Regions from separate parts of the Hordeum vulgare genome. Here region 2 is linked to region 1. Evidence: chromatin contacts called from public Hi-C data. All regions are on one chromosome and are shown on one strand. Each heading gives the region's core, a stretch centred on a gene start, on an enhancer-like site or on the middle of the called end of the contact. The rest is flanking DNA. Distances are from core to core; before and after follow the strand shown. Region 1 has its middle 23 kb from the start of LOC123446911. Region 2 holds the start of LOC123446916 (WAT1-related protein At1g68170-like).

What was found. A called contact is a pair of places that touch in the nucleus more often than the background predicts.
Region 2: a Hi-C map of leaf shows a contact between it and region 1, with 3 times the contacts expected there. The contact joins the promoter of LOC123446916 here to the enhancer-like site in region 1. A contact is called at or near these places in 2 of 6 Hi-C or Micro-C datasets (leaf and seedling).

What each region holds. Positions count from the first base shown.
Region 1 is chr4H:547,827,695-547,834,402 of MorexV3_pseudomolecules_assembly, reverse strand. No RefSeq gene overlaps it. Among protein-coding and RNA genes, the nearest start is that of LOC123446911, 23 kb to the right of the region's middle. Within about 2 kb of position 4,027, at least 2 of the 3 cell types and tissues checked have open chromatin away from gene starts, as enhancers often do. A contact at or near this core is called in leaf, where this site is marked.
Region 2 is chr4H:548,549,537-548,556,244 of MorexV3_pseudomolecules_assembly, reverse strand. It overlaps LOC123446916 (WAT1-related protein At1g68170-like), which reads right to left and starts at 3,934. Exons shown (of 6, transcript XM_045123461.1): 1 at 3,735-3,934; 2 at 3,520-3,582; 3 at 3,293-3,412; 4 at 2,780-3,188; 5 at 2,536-2,687; 6 at 2,246-2,427. The coding sequence starts at 3,934. The coding sequence ends at 2,256.

The DNA.
Region 1 (6,708 bases), core at 2,778-5,277:
GCCTCTCAAGGCCTACCCCAACCAACCTCGCAATACCCTTGGACGATTATAGCACGCCATGAAAGGAGAAGCGCCCTAGCATCGGTTAGTTTGTCGCACGGCGGCTGGCCACCTGCAGCACAAGATTTTAGCAGTTGGGTTTTGGAGTAGTCGCGGTGATGAGATGCAGCCACGGAGGCGAGAGAGAAGAGACAAGTTCGAGAATCTCTAGCCGTTTGGACCCCAGTGCACCCGACGAAGTGTGTTTGGCGTCAGCGCCGGCGCTTTTTCGGCCTCGGGGTCAAGTTTCCAGCCGTGCCCCAAGGTTTCGGCCCCCAACGCACATAAAAATCAAAGTTGTCTTTCCCGTTACAAAAAAATGAGACAAGTTCGACGATCATCATGCCACAGGACAATGATCATCATGCCACAGGGTTGGCGAACGAACATAGACAAAGTCCGACGATCAAAAGGGAAAGAGCCATAGACGTAGAACTCAAACGATAGGCTGCTCCGTCGTAGGGATGGGGGAGGTCGGCGTCGTCGTCAGTGTTGTGGGCACAACTTCACTGCTCGACGTCGTGGCAGTGGTCGCCGCCAGTCTCGGCATTTGGTTCAAGATGAGGCCGCGCTCCGCCAGGTACCACGCCTTCACCTCCTCATCCATCGTCGACATGTGTGCGTCCATCAAGGACGCTAGGTCAGTGTTCCTCTTCTTCGCGGTGACGTTGGTCGTGAGAAGGTCGAGCTGGCGTCCTCCTTCGTCATCAGCGCCGACCACCTCGACTTCAATTTCTCCTCCCTCTTGGCGGCGTTGCTCTTGGCGTCAGTGATGCACTGTTCTACTAACGATTGTGCGTACCCTCACAGTGGAGGCGAGAAATTGACCGGCGACGCGACGCTCTGCTGGCTCCCTCACGTGCCTTGCAGGCACTAGCCGGTCTGTTGATGACGAGGCGGAAGGTTCGCCATCCCTGCCGCGCGAGACACCTCCTCCTGCTCCACCGTCGCGTTCCTTGCTCTCTTCATGTTCAGCATGTTCCGCCGATCAAGGGTGACCGCCTCCCGGCGATTAACGTCGGCCTTCCACTGGGCGTTCGTCAATCTAGGGGGCCTTGCCATCGGCGCCCTCAGCTTCCTCTGTTTTCGTTGGGTGGAATCGATGGCATGGCGAGGGGGCGCATACTTCTTCGATGGCATGGCAGGCGAATCTGGGCAGAATGGCGGGAGTGGCGGGGGAGAAGAGGGTAGGTAATGGGAAAATGGAGGAAAAGGGAAAACGATGGCAAAATCGATCGGTGTCACCGACAGTACCGGTCCATGCACCTTTTCATTTCAGTCTGTGGCCCCACACGACCCCCGAGGCGTTTGGTTCCGTTTGGGTTCGCCGGTTGAAATTTCGGTCCAAATCAACGAAAAAGAAGATATGAAAACGCGGGTTGGACTTTTTTGGGCGCTGGCGCTAAAAAAGATGTCATGTTAGGGTCGAAATCTATACTGCCCGAAAGAAAGCAACGATGGGATTGCTGACTGATAGCATCTCCTCCCGCGCCCCCAACAGGCCCCTCCCGGGTATTTTCTTTCATCGGCGGAAAAAAAGGGTCCAGTCGCGCCGCCACGAGCCCGTTTTTCGTTGGCTAGGGTCGAAATTGGCTCCAGCAGTCCCAGGTCAAACCCAACGCGCTCGGGGTCGCCCGAGGGCGCCAGCGGAAACATTTTTGGCTCGAAAAAAACTCTAGGCACGCCTAGTCGTCCTCATCGTCTCGTTTCCCGTGGAAATCAATGTGAAGGTTGCGCCGCCGGTCAGCTTTCCATTGATTCACGGCCGGCGCAGTGAAGGCGCGACAACGCATGCCCCGTCGGTTCCTACCACACGTTCACACAGGGCTGCTCCGCGTGCCCACCCGCCCGCGGCTATATAAGGTGCCCTCTCCCCGCCGGTGGCCACATACCTCTCTCACCGACACCCTCTCCTCTCCTTCTTCGTCACCGGTGCCTCCTCTCTTTTTTTCTCCCCAAAAAATGGTTGAATGCTTCCCCGACGACGGAGCGGCAACCAATTGCTTCGGCCACCGTCACCTCCACGAGGACGAGGCCCGTCTTCTATACGAGGCGGACTACCCGGCGCCACTGGACATGCGGGTGACGGGGTCGTGGAGGCTGAGCGCCGGCGGAGTCCTGGTGCCACCGCCGCCCTCTCGAGCTGACCGGCGGGCCGAGATCTTGTGCATCAGGTCGTCGCTGCGGGAGAGCTTGTGCAACCTGTCGAGGTACGTCCCCCACAGCAACACGACGCGGATGGCGTACTTCGAACGCCGGCACGCCGACCAGCTCGCCGCCACCAACGGGTCGAACCATGCGTCCGCCACAACTCCGAGGGACGCCGCCAATAGTGAGGCATCCCCGGTCGCACATTAGAGGCCGTCCTCGAGCACATCGAGGACGGTAACTCGCCGAGGTACGAGTACCCATCGCCACCCGCCTTCTCCTGCCGTCGCGGCAGCTCCTGGACGCAAAGGCCGATGGAGACGGCGCCGTCCTCCTCGTCCTGTTCCCGCTCCCGCTCCTCCGGGTCACTGACGCTCCTCTCCACCAATCTGGAGCCGTAGGAGACGTCACTGGGGTAGCGCACGCGCAGCGGCGACATCGTCATTAATGAGCCCGGCGTCTCCCGCCTTGTCAAGCCGAAGACGGAGCCGGGACTCCTTCCCGTCAAGCAAGAGCACCTAGGCATGGCCGCCGACGACGAGACCGCCCTTAAATGGGCGCGGGGTGACTACGTCTAGAAGGAGATAGAGTGTGAGCACCACACCCTTGAGGAGATCGCCACCTGGCGCCGCGGCCGCAAGGAGGGCGGCGGCGTCAGCCTCGACGACAACAATGAGGAGGCGTCGGGGCCTTCCAACCCCGTTCGCCACGGCGACCCAGGGCAGGGGTGCAGCAAAGACGACGGTGGAGCGCATGAGGACGACAATGACGACGGTGACTATTGTTGGGTTTAGTCCCACATCGGTTGTGGGAGGAGACATAACATGACTTATAAGGGTGAGGGTGTCCCCTCCTAATAGGCTAGTCTTTTGGAGGGAGAGGGTCCAAGGCTTGTCATAAGTCGGTGTTGCTCTCCGGTTGGGCCTGTTGACGCATGTGGGTCGGAAACGCTGGTGTTAGCGGACCCGGGATTGCGTAACAAGTGGTATCAGAGCCCAGATGCCCGGAATAGATCTCGGTAGACTCACGGATGGTCGGTCATGGTTGGTGGGCTGGAGATGTTGGTATTAGCGAGCCATAGGCGACCGATGTGTGAGGAGGAGACATAACACGACTTATAAGGGTGAGAGTGTCCCCTCCTAATAGGCTAGTCTTTTGAAAAGAGATGGTCCAATGCCTGTTATAAGTCGGTGTTGCTCTTCGGTTGGGCATATTAACGCATGTGGATCGGAAACGTTGGTGTTATCGGATCTGGGATTGCATAACAATTATACTAATTTCTACAAGCTTTTCGACATGTAAAAGATAACGCTATTTTAGGTCCGTGTGGCTGAACGGCTGAAAAAAAACTCTAAGGCCGGACGAGTGACAGAATTACTGGAAACACTCTAAGGCCGCACGAGTGACAGAATTACTGCCGGCACGGCACCCATGCGGCGAGCCTCTGATGCCGATGCCCCCAGCTTCGATCACACATTGTTGAGTCGAGCAGACAGACGGAAGGTGGCATTTCGCTGCCGCCCAGCACCAAACCATTTCCCAAGGTTATATATAACCCGCGAGTCAGCGTCGTCGATCGGCCGGCAGGCCGGCAACATGTGGTCTGCATCCTCGTGAAGGCATCATGCCCGCCTACCTTCGAAAACGAGTCGCTCTAGCGTGAATCCATGATGATGTTGGTTGCCTCCTCCCGGTTGCCTTCTTCTCCTCGAAATCAGGGGGAGATTTCCAAACTTTGGTGCCTTGACGAAACAGGGAAACCATCACCTCCTACTCCTAGCAACCATGTGGTTGCATCTAATCTCTAGTGCGTGGACTGGGTCCCCTGCACTTACGCTGGGGCCCCCCTGAAGTGGCCGGTGCCCCCGTTCGACCAATGGACGCAGCGGCATTCGAAATGGCAGTGTACTGCTGTACTTCGGAGAGGCGGTTAAGATTTTAATCTATACGCCAGTTTTCTCTAAGTGCTATACTCCCGTTGCGCATCGGGATAATTAATATGTAAATTTAGAGCAGGTCGTGCACTTCTTTACCTGTACCTGCTCGTTCTGCATCAATGGCGCATTGCTGGAGCAGGGACAGACGCTCAGGTAGATCTGCGTGAGGGAGGCAAAGTCAACCGGCAGGAACATGATACAGTTTCGAATCTGTATGCGGCCGTTATAAACAATTATTCGGACTTGAACAAGCTCAGGGGATTCCCGTGTATGCAGTAGTGTCACGAGTACGGGTACATCCCCGTGCAAATGCAAGAAGATATAACCGCATGGGCGTCTAGTGTTTGGCTGGCTCATCCTAAGTGCAAACATGTTTAGTGCAATGTTTGCCAGGCTCTTGACGACATGGGCGTCTAATGATCATGCGATAGATCCATGCACAAATACTAAGTTCTTGAACAATAAATTTATGAGTAAAACGCATGATAAGTCCTAAATGCAACCGTAAAAACAAGGGGAAATACCCTCGTCCAGTCGACAGATCTTTTTTGCTCGCGACGACCGTCTCCATTGTCGTCGGATCTCAGACGGCTCAGGAGTGTTTCCATGAGCTTTCACTATTCTTTAACTAGGCAGTTGTTTCAAAAAGCATATCGCAACAAACGATCTGTTGCAAGAAAAATTTGCAACAAGAGATGTGTCAAAAATATTTCGGTAACAAAACAAAGCAATTGTTTCTGCAACGCGATTGTTGTTTCTACTAGGCGATCGTTGTTTCAGGAATTATTTCTACAATGCGGCTATAGTTTCTGCAACGCGGCCGTTGTTGCAAAGAGACGAACGCAACACAAGCCTTGTTGCGAAGCTCACTGGAAGAAGATCGGACGGTTGGCGAGCTCAGATCCTGCGGCTATCAAGGCGGAGGATGTTTTCTAAACATCACCCCAACTCTCTCTCTCTCTCTCTCTCTCTCTCTCTCTCCCTCTCTCTCTCCCTCCCTCCCTCCCTCCCTCCCCCTCTCTTTCTCCCATGTCACCATCAGTGCCTCTACACCCTTGTAATAGAGTTGGCCGTGTGGGTCGTTGTGTGGGCGCGAGCATGACCACACTTGGGAAATTGTCACGACTGCTGAAGGACGCGGAAGAGTGCGCAAAAACTGCAAAGTTGGCATAAAGGTGATCAAGAGTGACGCAACCCCAACAACAATGACATGTCGGTAGCAATTCGATGTTCTGAGACGTGTCATTCTACCACTCTGTAGTGAGATTGAGATGACCGTTCTACTCTCCTTGCTGGAGCTCAAGCCATCATGCCATTGATGGCCTCTGTGATGTCGCTTCCAAGCATTATATGTGTGGGAGAATACGACGGCGTGAGAATGAGGTGAGATAATACTCTAGGGGTTTTGTTTGATATTTACCTATTATAAGTTAGCTTGATGGGCCAATTGGGTCAACGTGGGAACAATCCAAGCATCTCCAAGCGACACATCGGTGGGTCAATACTGGTCATGCAAGCTTAAGATCCGAGATGAACAACTACGAGAGAGGGAGTGCATCTACATATCCTTGTATATCGCTAAGCGAAAGCGTTGTGAAACGCGGTTGATGTAGTCGAACGTCTTCGTGATCCAATCACGAATGTTTCGATCAAGTGCTGAACGGACGGCACTTCCGCGTTGAGCACACGTGCAGCTCGATGATGCCTTCACCACCTCGATCCAGCGAGCGAAGGCGAAGTAGTAGTTGAGTTCTCCGGCAACAAGATGGCATGATGCCGATGGTGGTGGAACGATCTCGGCAGGGCTTCGCCAAGCACTACCACGATTTTGACGGTGGAGAAATACTAAGAGAGAGAGAGAGAGAGAGGAGGGATGCGTCGTGGCTTTCAGGTGTCGGCTTGGGGAGAGGCATTATTGAATGAGGGAGGGAATGCAATAATGGTTGTTTGATTTGTAGAATTGCCATCCTTGGGGAGATCCTAAGAAATTCTTCATACTATGTTTTGGAGCTAAGTCGGGAATGGAATAATGGTTGTTTGATTTGTAGAATCGGCATCCTTGGGGGAGATCGTAAGAAATTATTCATACTATGTTTTGGAGCTAAGGCTTCATCCACTCAAATTTCTTTTTAGAATTAACGTGATTTTATTCTGGTGTGTTAAATACATTATATGTTAACTGGTGAAGTTTTCAAAATTTATACTTCTCGTGTTCCAAAATACTTATAGTAGTTTTGGATTCAAGGGATTTGTTAAGAAATTTTGAAGGATTCTAATGCTTAGGATTTTCTTTTTTATGTGGGTTGTTTGATTCTTAGGATTATATTTTGTAGAAAAATTTCCTTAGGATTTATTTGCAATTGTTTCCATAAAAAACATTTGTACTATGAGGGTTTGATTGTACGGAGAAGTGCGGTATTCATCTCATGAGGTAGAAGTGGATGGAAATCGTAAGGAAAATTTTATGTGAAATATAACCCAAAGAATCAAACAACCACACATAAAAGAACATCCTGAGGATTATAATCCTCCAAAATATTTTACTCATCATATTACTTGTCGAGGTATTTAGGATAACAAATTC
Region 2 (6,708 bases), core at 2,685-5,184, 720 kb before region 1:
ATAAGTTCTTTAAAATTGTTCACTGCACATTTTAAAAATTTCCATACAGGATAAAAAAAAGTTTGCTCAAGTTTTAGAAAATATTTGTATTATTAAAGAAATGTATGTGACATTTCAACAATATTCACGCTTTCAAAACAATGTTTTGCCATTTTTTAAAATAGTATACGATGTAAACAAAGTATTTCAGATTAACAAAGTTTTGTACCAATCAAAAAGTTGTGTATTCTATTTAAATATATCCTCGCACTTAAAAAATATGTTTGTGAAATTTAAAAAAACGTTAACACAATGTTAAAAAAAGTCGCCTAGTTTAGAAAAATGTATTCCCTCCGTTCCAAAATAAGCGTCGAAGATTTTGTACTAAATTAGTACAAATTTTATACTAGATTAATGACACTTATTTTGGGACACAGGAAGTATTATATATCATTCATATCAAAAAATCAACATGTGTACTTGAAAACTGTTTAACATGAATTCAAAAAAATATTGAAATACATATTTGAAAAAATGTTAATCACATATTGGATACAGGTTAAGCATGTATAAAAATTGTTGCTGATGTATACGAGAAGTTTACATTTTGAATGAAAGACATGTAAAAAAACTGAAGAAAGAAATGAACAAAAGCGAAGAGAAAAGGAAAAAAGAAAGAGGAAAAAGGAAAAAAAGAAACCTTAAGGCCATCCTATGGATCCCAGGTCATTCTTTCTTCCTATTTCTTTCAACCTCGATCAACCTTTTTTTACTATTCCTTTTTTTTAACTTTCATATTGCAATCAAATCTTCCGTGCACACTTGTTGTAACTAGTAAGACTAGTAAGGGTGTCAAACTCGCTTGTTTCATTGTGGGCTAAGGCAATTTTGTAATTTATTTGTGCATGTGTTTATGTCACAAATTCCCGCTGATACGATAAACCCTAAGATCATTCACTTGAGAAAAAATGCCGCTTGCTATAAATCCTTCAATTGAGGGCCCAACACCTTCCTAGTTTAAAGGAATCATGAGGCAACAAAACAAGCTTGTCATAGTTGTTATATGAAGATCCAAGATCCTCGGTCCCATCTCCGCAATCACCTAGTAGTGCAAGACCACATCATCACTTGCGCGCCCGAACAAAGAACCACCATATCAGGAGGCAACAAGCCGATGCGGCCGCCTGTGTACCCGCGGATAGGATCATGTCCACTCGCATCTCACTACATAGACTACCAACGAGGCAAGAAAAATCCACCACCGCTACGACACATCCATGTCCTTTGCCTCAAGATGTCCTCCATAGATCTTACTTTAGAGCACTATCATTGAGCGTCGAATCAAGTCCTATACGCAACGCTGCTAGATCAAGGCCACAAGGCCCCGAAGCACCCCGTCATTGGCAGTAGCCCGCAATGGCTGACCACTGGAGGCCAGACCAGTCACCCGCACTACCATAGCCCAAAGGTCGCCACCATCATCGAATGCAGTCGACCAAGCCTGCCACTACCATGCCCCACAACCATGCATCAAGCGCGGCCACCAGATCCAAAGACCCCCTCCTGTCGCCACCTTCCCTCACGCTGCGATGACTTTGCCATCCCTTCGATGGTGTGATAAGTCGAGGAAGAGGAAGACTACTGGACAGTGGCTAGAGTACGGCCGTGTCGCCAGATATGCGCGCCGCAAGGGTAGGGACGAGGTGTTTTCCCACTTTGCTCTCCTGGTTGCAATCGAGTGTGTGTGCTAATTGTTACTTTTATCATGCTTTTGTTTGTGTTTGTGTGTCTTTTGGTTGGATCATTTTGATCTACGATTCTCTTTATCGGCAATTGTTGTTGTTCCGTTGTGCTGGTCCTTTGGGACTTTATCACGGTCATTACAGTAAGGTTTGTCCAACTTCGATGAGAGAGGGATGATAACGGCCACACCTTCGGCTTGCTTCAGTTTTTGGAGTAGTCGCTAGTTCTTCAAACAAGCATTTATTTTTGAAAAAAAAAATACAAACATGCATGTAATTTCTATTACTACTTGTGCTCTTGTACTATCATGATGTTTGAGAGTAGTTCCGAAATTTTCCTTGCATTTGTTTAATCAATGAACTTGCCTAATTTTCCAACAGGTGTAAAGACAAGATTTTTTTTCATTTAGATGTGAGAATTTGCAACCCTCGAATAAGAATGTGGAAGGTTAGGTTGATGGCGTAGCTTCATCATAATTGAAAGAAAATGTACGTAAGGTCTTAATTTCTCCGCTCCATAACATAAAAGCGTTTCTAAAGTGTAGTATTTTCCTCGTTATGCTTCACGGTTAGCCTGTGGAACGTTCCCAGCTCGTCGTCTTTATCAGTAAGTTTTGGAGCATCGGCTTCTTGTTCATCTTCCTCTTTGGCCTTGCCCCACAGCACCATGTACAGCCCCGCCACGATCAGCACAGCACCAAGTACGCTACAAAAAGAAAAAAATGGCAGCGCAAGCGCGACTCCCCGTGAGAAACTCAGACCGACTCCACCATGTTTAAAGGCATGTGATGCGAGTTACTGAATAGGGTATCACATTCCGATGTGCAGGGCCTCGTTAAGGACGACGGAGCTCATGACCGCGACGAAGACGACGATGAGCGGTCCGAACATGGCGACGTAGAGGGGCCCTTTCTTCTGCAGGCACCACGACATGAGCGGGAAGGCGCACCCGGACGCCACGATGCCCTGGACATACGAATCAAAGATCAGAAACGTGGCATGGGCGTGAAGGAAGGAAGCAGGGTTGGCATGCAGTGGCCGATCAGCTGCCTGATCACCGCGTAAGCCGACGAGTAGAGCCTGATGTTGAGCCCGAGCCTCCAGTGGCCGGCGTCCCTGTGGATGCAGAGCGTGAGCAGCGTCGACTGGGCCGCGCCGAAGACGCACACCAGAGCGGCGATCGAGTAGTGGCACGGGTAGACCTGGACGACCTTGGCCTGGACGGTGAGCCAGATCGCATAGCTGAAGCAGCCGGCGATGGCGAGGAACGAGCCGAGTATCCGAGAACCAACCGCCGGCTGCGGGCGACCGCCGCTGGCATGGCTCATCCCGGTGTGCGCCAGGCGGTGGAGGAACCTCATCTCCGGGCCCTTGTAGAACGTGAGCAGCATCGCGCCGCCCAGCCCAACCAGGGTTCCCGCCAGTTTCGCTTGACCGCTGGGCTTTCTGAGCTTCAAAGTCTCCATCCTGCTTCTCCGTTTTCCAAGTGGGGCCTGTGAGTCTGCGACTAGCTAGTATCCAGGAAGGAACTGAGATTGATTATATAGAAATCTTTGATTATGACGGCCGACCTGGTCAAGATTGCGACGATGAAGGTAGCTTGAGGGGTGAGGTTGCTAAGAGCTGTAACGATGGTCGTCGAATTCGTCAGCTTCATGGCAAGCACCAACAGGTTCTGGTTCATGGTGATTCTGCATTTGTATCAGATATGTGAACAAACATGGTGTTTCTTCTATCGACCAAATCAAAGAGTTCAAGTCTAGAGCATTTGCTAGCATGGTCATCAAAGAGAAGTTACCCGAAAAGTCCACACAAAAACAACCCTGTCACAACCTTGACGGTTAGTGGTGGCCGTTTCTTCCTAGAGATCACACCACACCACAACCGCATTAGTCAGCAACAAATCTTTCATGTGGACTGTGTTCTGGCGGAGTAGTGTCTGCTCGTCTCACTATCTTGTGTTGTGAGACATGTTTCACAAATGAGCGATGAGCGAGGCAAGAAGGCATGCACCTCTCGACGAGGAAGGCGACGGGGCAGAGGAATGCGGCGCCGAACATGGGCCTGTAGGCAACGAGGACGCGGACGTCCATGCCGTCGTCGAGCGCGAGCTTGATGAAGATCTGCATAGCCGAGAAGACGAGCTCCACCACCACCATCGCTGCCACCGGCCGAGCGGCCTCCAACACGCCGCCTGCTCCAACGATCCCCATGCTCCTCACGTGGAGCTCAGGGATGGGCTAACAGCTCAGGAATGAGCATGCCTACGGCCAGCACGAGATCGATCGACCGATGAATGATCAGCCGGTAGAATTACACAAGTAATAGTATATACTGGTATTCGTCGGGTCTGCCCTAGCGATGTTAGCCAAGCGCATGTCCTTGTTTTCGAGTGCGCGGCAACAACAACACTCAACACCGACGAAATCCGCACGTCCTCGGACGGAGGAGCGGTGGCAATCTGACATCATAGCGCTGGTAATGCTGCTGCGGTGCTGCCGTTCTGTATGCCCAAGTCAATTCATCAGTATTAAGTTGAATATCTATAATTATTATCAACAAATCACATATATATACAGTTGCGTACCTGCGTATATTTGTGGGGAAAACGAAATTGAGAAAATGAGGCAATATTCTTCCGGTGGAAGGCGGTGTTTCGATTGATAGTGAGACGTTTATAATGACTTCGTCAATCTTAAAATATGTTGACTCGGTCTATCGAAGATATCTATACCTAATAATAAAGCGGCAATTGCTTCCGTCGAAAAACCCACTACAGCATTTTTATAAAAAAGCTCCTCTGTAATTTTTGCTATTCAATCCGCGCTCCATCATTTATGTGCAACGCAAAAGGAAAAAACGATTCGCTGCAAAAATTATACCCGTACGCATCGCCTTCTCCCGTCGACCCTGGGCCACCCTGGCTTGTGCCCAGGCCGCCGCCACACCACTCGCCGCCGCGGCCGACCTCAACCGCCATCGCTGCCGATCTCAACCCACTCGCCTCCGCGGTTGTACCTCTCCCCGCTCACTGCCCCCGTTGCGGCGCTCGAGCGCATCTCGTCGACCCTCGTCCACCCTGGCCTGTGTCCACGCCGTTGCCACACCACTCGCCGCCGCGGCCGACCTCAACCACCACTGTTGTCGATCCCAACCCACCCGCCTCCGCGGTCGTACCTCTGCCCGCTTGCTACCCCTGTTTCGGCGCTCGAGCGCAGCTTCTGGATCAAATCAACGCGACAGCTACAACGACTTGGGATGATGCGTCTGCTCGATGCAGAACGGCGGCGGCGCACGTATAAGGCGCGGCGGAGCGAAGTACTTGCAGGTGAAGGCGGGCCTCCATGGCTCACACGGGGAACTCCGAGGTTATGGTGCGGCAACGACGACTCCTTATGGCCAGATGGAGGCGCCTAACCCTTGCTTCCCTCATCGTATCCCCTCCTCCGGCAGGAACTCATCATCTCGTGAGATCCCCTCCCCATGTCTCCCATCGTGTGCCAAGCACCGACAAGAAATTTTGTTTTGTGGGAATTTGTTTGCTGATGAATGAATGTATTGAATGTAAGATTGCATTGTTGTAGAGAGAGAATGGAATACCACCTTCAGTTTGTCATCTGATCCCACATTCTCTACCCCATGAGTGAAATAAGATAACAGTCCATTGATCAATTCACGTAGCCTCTTTGTTTTGCTTTGCTTGTCCCGCTCAATTTCTCATCATGGTGGAATTAACAATGGACGGGTTGATTTTTCAACAAAATAGGATAGGACTCACTACATTAGTTAGTTAGCTTATTATTTTAATAAATTAAAATGATTATAAAAATATTAAAAACGTGTGGTATATTTTTCTCCCGTTACAACGCACGGGCCCTTTTGCTAGTACATAAAAATAGGATATACATGTATGTCTTCATAAATTTATTTTTAAAAAATGTGTGTTCATAAAGATGTGTATGTATGTATGCATGTATGTACTTTTTAAGTAAGGAAATATATAGTCGTTTAGATCACTAATACAGAATCCCAACGGCGGTTGGTCGAATAACGAGTGGAACGTTTGATCACATCCGCGAGAGAATTCGAACGAAGTTGCAAGGTGGTGTTGAACGGATGCTCTCTTGTACGGGCCGCGAGGTGAGACTAAAAACGGTTGCACAAGCTATTCCAACTTTTAGCATGTCCTGTTTTAAACTTACTAAGAAGGTTGTTAAAAGTCTTGTTTCGCTGATGGCGAAGTATTGGTGGAGTTCTTTGGTGGATCGGCGGTCGTTGCACTGGCTGTCATGGGATGCAGTTTCTGAACCAAAGGGAAAAGGGGGAATGGGTTTCCGAGATCTGGAGAAGTTCAACTTGGCGCTTTTGGGGAAGCACGGCTGGCGGTTGATGACAAACCCTAGCTCGCTGTGTGCCCGAGTTTTAAAGGGAAGATACTTCCCGAGGTGTGATTTTATGCAAGCCACTGTGCCAAAAAGCTCCTCTGCTACATGGTGTGCTATCATGGAAGGTCGACAAGTTTTGCAACTAGGTCTGATCAAAAGAGTGGGGGCGGGGTCTACAATCTCTATCTGGGATGACAGTTGGATCCCTTCCTTACCCGCGATGAGACCCGCACGTTCGGACAATCCACAATTCCATCAGGTTTCGGAACTGATTGATAACTACTCTGGTTCATGGAACATCGATCTTGTTAGGCAGGCGTTTCCCACGGCCGAAGCTGATGCAATTATGAATATCCCCCTCAGATCAGAGGGAGGGGAGGACGTCCTGGCCCGGGCTCCCGAGAAATCTGGCATCTACTCTGTTAAAACAGCGTATCGCTCTCTGATGACCCAATATGAGCTTCGAGCTCTAGAAGAGGGGACGATAACAGAAACTTCACCGACAGAACAACAGATGTGGTCTAGATTACGGAAGCTCAATGTTCTCCCAAAGGTGAGGGTGTTTTGGTGGCGGGTTTTGCGAGGTATTTTACCTGTTGAAT